2 separate regions of the Ovis aries genome follow, and region 1 is linked to region 2. A link is a contact called in public Hi-C data. All regions are on one chromosome and are shown on one strand. Each heading gives the region's core, a stretch centred on a gene start, on an enhancer-like site or on the middle of the called end of the contact. The rest is flanking DNA. Distances are from core to core; before and after follow the strand shown.

Evidence for each region. Hi-C and Micro-C count contacts between places; a contact is called where the count stands out from the background.
Region 1: a contact with region 2 is called in a Hi-C map of hypothalamus, with 7 times the contacts expected there. The contact joins the enhancer-like site here to the promoter of LRRC8C in region 2. A contact is called at or near these places in 7 of 16 Hi-C or Micro-C datasets (hypothalamus, mesenteric adipose tissue, muscle and 3 more).

What each region holds. Positions count from the first base shown.
Region 1 is chr1:67,127,665-67,131,377 of ARS-UI_Ramb_v3.0, forward strand. No RefSeq gene overlaps it. Among named protein-coding and RNA genes, the nearest start is that of LRRC8D, 54 kb to the right of the region's middle. Within about 2 kb of position 2,082, at least 16 of the 54 cell types and tissues checked have an H3K27ac peak or open chromatin away from gene starts, as enhancers often do. A contact at or near this core is called in hypothalamus, where this site is marked.
Region 2 is chr1:67,002,890-67,006,140 of ARS-UI_Ramb_v3.0, forward strand. LRRC8C (leucine rich repeat containing 8 VRAC subunit C) reads left to right here and starts at 1,534. Exons shown (of 3, transcript XM_004002179.6): 1 at 1,534-1,735. LOC105611345 (a long non-coding RNA gene) reads right to left here and starts at 1,319. Exons shown (of 3, transcript XR_009596862.1): 1 at 1,092-1,319.

The DNA.
Region 1 (3,713 bases), core at 832-3,331, 130 kb after region 2:
CTCTGAGGGTGGGGCGGGCCTTTTGGCACTTGAAAAAGTGAAAGTGTTAGTCGTTCAGATGTGTCTGACTCTTTGCCATCCCATGGATTATAGCCCACCCAACTCTTCGGTCCATGGGATTCTCCAGGCACGAATACTGGAGTGGGTAGCCATTCTTCAGGGGAATCTTTCAACCCAGGGAACGACCCCAGGTCTCCTACACTGCAGGCAGCTTCTTTACCGTCTGGGCCACTAGGGAGGCCCTTGCAGTTGCAAGGGAGACACTTATTCCCCAGCTGAACCCTTTTCTTTGAAGCCCGTGTGAGTTGGGCCTGTGGGAAACCCACAGACAGGGCCCCAGCTATTGATGATGGATAAAGGCTTACCTGGGGGTGGGAGGGGTCTGACATCACCTTCTACCACCATTTTTCCCACCCATTTCACATAAATACATACTCAGGTCTAGAAGTTAAGGAGCAGCTCTTTCTCACAACCTAACAAACCTAACCGTGCTTCTGCCTCCACCATTCTTCTTCCAAACCTCCACAGGGAGCAAAAGAAAGAAAGAAAGTGAAGTCGCTCAGTCGTGTCCGACTCTTTGTGACCCCATGGACTATAGCCCACCAGGCTCGTCTGTCCATGGGATTCTTCTCCAGGCAAGAATACTGGAGTGGGTTGCCATTTCCTTCTCCAAGGGATCTTCCCAACCCAAGGATCAAACCCGGGGCTCCTGCACTGCAGGCAGATGCTTTATCCTCTGAGCCACCAGGGAAGCCCCACAGGAAGCAAAAGGAGAGCCTAAAGGCAGAACAACATGACTCAGTGCAGACCCAGGTTGAAGCCAGGGCCCTCTAAGCAACTGGTGAGTAAGAGGGGTGTGACCTTATCTCTGGGAAATGTGGACGGGGGCCAGCCTAACAAACAAAAGAAAAAACCACCCAGGGGAGGGTGAAGTGGGTACCTTGAAAAAGTGAAGCAGCGCTTAGTAAGATCAAAATCAGCCCAAAGAGATGCTGGGCTGGCCAACTCATCTGCACCTAAGGGCAGGAAGGGTCTCCTGCCTGACCAAGGCACCTGGGCTTCTGAGATGGCCTTGTTGCCCAAGGGGACTGTTGAGTGTCCTCCCGGCTCCCTGTACAACCCAGCTCCCTGGGTTTTCCATCCTTTGCTCATTTGCCACTATTGTCTGTCCTCTTTGTCAAAACTGATAGCGGCTAATTAGTGCTGAAGCCCAGACTGGAGTTCACTTCCGTTCATCTCATTATTTGTTTCTCTTTTGGGCTGAAGCCAAGCAAAAAACATTAACATTCCCCCTGCATGGCAGGCGCACACATACACACGCAAGCATGCTCACACGTACCCAATCAGGCATACACATACACTAACACACCTGCACCCACGTGTGTACACACAAGAACTCACCCACACACGTGCACACACATATGTACACATGTCCTCACTTACATAGGGGCTTCCCTGGCGGCTCAGTGGTCAAGAATCTGCCTGCAATGCAGGAGACCTGGATTCTATCCCGGGGTCAGGAAGATCTGGAGGAGGAAATGGCAACCCACTCCAGTATTCTCGCCTGGAAAATCTCATGGATAGAGGAGGCTGGCAGGCTATAGTCCATGGGGTCACAAAAAAGTTGGACACAATTTAGTGACTAAACAACGCTCACTTATATATACACCCTTATACATATGCATCCACACGTGTACACATTCACACACACTTCAAACCTGGGACAGAGAGAGGAATGCAACAACTGCTGGCCCAGCTGAGTGACCATGGAGAGCAGATTCAGAATCTCTGGAGCCTCAGGCCCCTGAGGCCAAGACCAGCTAAGGGCTGCCTCTGGAGTTCTGTAGGCAGCTGTTTCCTCCCCTCCACCTCCTGGTCCCCCACCTGCACTCCCGCCTGCATTCATCGCTACATGTTAGACTCAGTTTCCAGTCACTGTCGATCAAGTGGGAGGCCTTCTAATTTTCCGTGTCAGTGAAGATCGACTGCTCTAAACCCCGGCTCCGCTGAAGCATTCCAGGGCCAGCCTGACTTGGATTTTAAACAGCAGAGAAGCCCTCCCTGGGCGCGAGCAGGCGAGGCGGGGAAGCCCTCTAGTGGCCGTGGCTGACGTGACAATAGCCTTTGAGGGCTCAGGGACTCTGTGCCCAGGTCAGTCAGCTCTCCCAGAAGACTCAGGAAGGAAAAGCACAGTAATAAAACATTTAGAGCCTAACTCCTCCCTCTCCATAGCCCCCGGAGGACCCTGGACACCAAATCCTATCAATTTGCTCTCTCAACAACTCTCCTGTTGCCCCAGCCTAGCTCTGGCCTCATCACCCGTGCTGAGTTATGCTGCCCTGGTCTCTTTCCTGCTTCTCTGCCGCCATCTCTTGTGTCTAATCCTTTCCGCACCTTGTTGCCTAATTTGTCTTCCATTCATTCATTCTTGCCTTCCTTGTTCTTTTTTTAAGAGTCTTCCTTGCTTCCCCATTACCTAAAGTGCCGATTCTCAAAAGGGAGATGCCCTTCCAGAGAGGCATCTCAGTGTCTCAGGACAAGTGAGCAGCATGCCCACATAGATGCTGACGGTATGGATGCTTTTCCCTCAAACCATGCTCATATTGAACCCCTCTTACTGAAAGGAAATTCCTCAAACCTAGAAAAGTGGTGAAAAGATGTAGAATCACAAGTTTTCTGGGTAAAAAATTCAAATATCTCGGCCCTCCAAAATCTGACCTCAGATTGCCTAACATTAATGCTACAGTGTAATGTCTAAGTTAGGGCTAGAATTAGATTATCTGGGTTGGAGTCCCAGGTCTGAAGCTTATCAGTTTTGTAATTGTGTAGAAGTTTCTAAATTGTTAGTTTCTTTACTGTTAAGAAACTAAGATATTTAATGAGCTGGCCCATGGATCAGATTTAGCTCAGTGCTGGGCACATAGTTCAGTTCAGTTCAGTCACTCAGTCAAGTATGACTGTTTGTGATCCTGTGGAGTGCAGCATGCCAGGCTTCCCTGTCCATCACCAACTCCTGGAGCTTGCTCAAACTTATGTCCATAGAGTCAGTGATGCCATCCAACCATCTCATACTCTGTCATCCCCTTCTCGTCCTGCCTTCAACCTTTCCCAGCATCAGGATCTTTTCCAATGAGTCAGTTCTTCCCATCAGGTGGCGAAAGTATTGAAGTTTCAGCTTCAATATCAGTCCTATCAATGAATATTTAGGACTGATTTCCTTTAGGATTGACTGGTTTGATCTCCTTGCAGTCCAAGGGACTCTCAAAAGTCTTCTCCAACACCACAGTTCAAAAGCATTAATTCTTTGGTGCTCAGCTTTCTTTATAGTCTAGCTCTCACATCCATACATGACTACTGGAAAAATCATAGCTTTGACTAGATGGACCTTTGTTGGCAAAGTAATGTCTCTGCTTTTTAATACGCTATCTAGGTTGGTCATAGCTTTTCTTCCAAAGAGTAAGCATCTTTTAATTTCATGGCTGCCCTCACCATCTGCAGTGATTTGGGAACCCAAGAAAATGAAGTCTCTCACTGTTTCCATTGTTTCCCCATCGATTTGCTATGAAATGATGGAACTGGATGCCATGATCTTAGTTTTCTGAATGTTGAGTTTTAAGCTAGCTTTTTCACTCTCCTCCTTTCCTTTCATCAAGAGGCTCTTTAGTTCTTCTTCCTTTTCTGCCATAAGGGTAGTGTCATCTGCACATGGTAAG
Region 2 (3,251 bases), core at 284-2,783:
CACAATTTTTTTTTTTAATTTTTTTTTAGCAAATTGCTAGTCAGCCTTTGTCTTTTCTCTAGGAAACTTCCAGGAATTTTCCCACCTGCTATCTAGGAGGAAGGCCCCACTTTAGAATTAAGTGTTGTTCACTGGGTTAATTAAGGCTAGTGTTAGGGTCATCTCCTAAAGACTAAGGGGGTTGAAGGTTTTCTTCTGTGAAAGACACCCAACAACAGTACTGGAATTGGAAAAAGTGTAGGAATTTGCCAGAGGAGCATGGAAAAATCAGTTAAGACTAAGAAATCAACTTTTGACAAATTTTAATTTTGACTTGGAGATAAAAATGGGGTAAAAGGAGAGACGCCTGCTTTCTTAAGGTTTGGGGTGTAAGAACAAACCAACTAGCAAAAAAAAAAGAAGAAGATTAGCTGTCTATGAATTGCTCTGTTGGCATACACCCCTCTTTTCCTGAATGCCAAGACAAAGCAATAGTTTAATTGTTGGTGCTCTGAGAAAAACTCATATTGGTAAGGCATTCCAGAAGATCTTATATTACTTAGCAATCTTGTCTATACATTTTTCCACTGGGGAGATTTTGTGTACAGGTGACTCAGCTTTCAATAAGGCAGAGTTCGCTTTTCATCCTGAAAGTGGGTAGAGAAAGGCGGAGAAGAAAAGCGTGGTTTAGGTCTATTTAAGACCGGGGGTGGGTGGGGAGAAAGAAACCCCCTCCCCCATACTCTTTAAACAACAGGTGGTTTTGACGAGAAAAATCAACTCCATGCACAGTACGAAACTGCAGGCGGAGCATTCGATTTCAGTCCCCCAGAACCTGGCGCCAGGTTGTCAGGATGCGGGAACAAGGAGGTTCCTAGCGGACAGCAAGCTCAGGTGTCAAGGGAACGGCTCCTGGGCTTTATGGTCCAGGAAAACTGGTTTTTGTCTTTGTTCTCTGTCTCTCTCAGTGTGCCCCACCACCCCCTCCCACCCTTCTGCTCATCTGTGAGGGGAGCAGGATAGTGAGGAAGGATTATCTCCATCCTCCCCAGTCTTTCCGAGGAGTGCCCAGAAGGGCTATTTTTAGTGGTAGCGGCTCCCCTCCAACTTACCCCGGGGTGGAGCCGCGACTGCGGCGCGGCCGCCCAGCGCAGGGAAGCCTCGGGTTAGGGATGGGGAAGGTAGCGGCCCCGGTCCATTCCTCAGGCACGGGCCGCCAGGTGGGCGTTCCAGAGGCCGGAGCAGCTCCACCGGCAAGCGGCGGGAGATCTTCCCGGGCGCCCTGAAGGAAGCCCTCGGCGGCCGGCGGCTGTCCCCGGCGGCCGGCCCGGGCGCGGGGTGGTCTCCGCGGGGAGGAAGTTCCCGGGCCCGGCGGCCTGCGTCACAGCGGGGCTGGCACCGCGGAGCCGACGGGCGGGCGGCGCGGCGACCCCGGGGCCGGGCGCTGGGCGGCGCTGGCTGCCGCCGGCCGGGCCGCTCGCGGGGCGGCGCTGGAGGCGGCTCCGTCCGCGGCCGGGGAGGCGGAGGGGAGGAGGGCTGCGGGGCTGGGGCGTTAGCTGCGTCCCGGCTCGGAGCCCGCGAAGAGGACTAGGAGGAAGGCGCCGCCGTGGCCGCGGCCGCAGTGCTTCGGGGCGCGACGAGCCATGAGCAGCCGCCCGGCGGGCGACCCCGCTGCCGCTGGCCGCCGCTGAGCCCAGGCGGGAGACGGCTCGCCGCTCCCCAGCTCCGTTCGCCGCCGGCACCCTCGCGCCCAGAGGTAAGGGCGGGGACCGCCGAGGGATGGGATGGGATGCGATGGAGAGGGACGGCCCGCCGAGGACCGCCGGCTCGGTCCCCTAGGTGTGCTGGAGCCACGACTCGCCCCGCCTCGTTCGCGTCCCTGCCTTCCCCCGGCTCTCGGGCGGGCGGACTGTGGGCTCCTGCCCGGCGTGTGGTCCCTGGAGCCATCCGCCGCCGGAGCCCGGGGACCCGCCAATCCTTACCCCACCCATTCCGCGGCAGCCCAGCGTCGGGGGAGAGACCCCAGCCTGGCGCCAAGCGCAGCGCGGCAGGTTCTGCGGACTTGGGGGGATGGGGCTGGGGGACCGGGAGAAAACGGGGCCACGCAGGGGGAGGTCGTCGTTCTTTTCAACCTTAAACCTCCCTTAGACCTCAGGGTCTTTACCTACTGGTCTGCCCTTCCCTTACCACCCCCGAGCCCCTGAAGTTAGCACTTTGGGGAGAGAGAGGAATTAGGTCTCCGAAGGGAACGAGAGCGCGATGCCTGCTCCCCAGCAGGACCCGAGGGGAGAGAGGGTTTCGCCGGATCTCGCGGGCCCCAGAAACCAGGTGTCTAGGCCGGCGATTGAGACCAAGACCGCTGCTTTCGACACAAACCCAGGCTCGCTGGTCTTTCTCTTTCCAGCTGGTTCTCAGCGACGACACGGCTAGGGATGGAGTTAGCATCTCAGCAACCTTAGGATGTGCTCTGTAGAAGCTAATTCCTTTCTTCTCTCCCTCTGCCAGTTCTTCCCTCCCCCACCCACGGTATACATCGGATTTTAGTCCCTTCAAAACCTTGCTCTCTACCTAGCTTTGGGTGCCACGGACACCTAGCCCACGTCCCAGGACAGATATTTCAAAGGGCTAGGGCCAAACTTCACTTTCGAATTCTTTTTAAGCATTTTAAACTCGCAGCAAACCGGTGAGGAAACACTTTCAAGTCCCTATCCACCTTAAAGTAAAAAATAAGCCCCCATCAAACCGTGTGAGTGCCAGCAGCGATGGGCAGAGGGAGATTTGAATGACTATTTCACGCAGACTTATGGGGGAGGAACAGGTAAAGGAAATGGCAAGGCTTATTTTAGTCACACATTTCTTACAAGCTCTCAATCGTGTAAAAAATGTAGCCTTAACCAACGGTCACATTTCCGGACAGATATATAGTGGTTTCCTAAGGCATCCTGGAGGCTTCTTCATGGACAAGTTATTAAAATGCCATCCAGATGAGAGATGTAGGCAACTGGCCTTAACGCTCTTGGCACAGTAGGGTACCGTCACCTCAGCCGTCAGCTTTATAGTTTTTATTTTTCTTTACATTCTATTTTTAAATGATCTGTGTAAACCCCAAAGGTAAGCCATACTTTACAAAATTTGCTCAGATTCATAAACCTGTGGACACGTGTAACAGATTAAGTGTCTACAGCTCCAATCTGTGATATTTGCCTTCTTGTGACTTGCTTAGATAGGGAAGACCGTGCACCTAACTCAGACTGGCTTTACTTTGGAGTGAT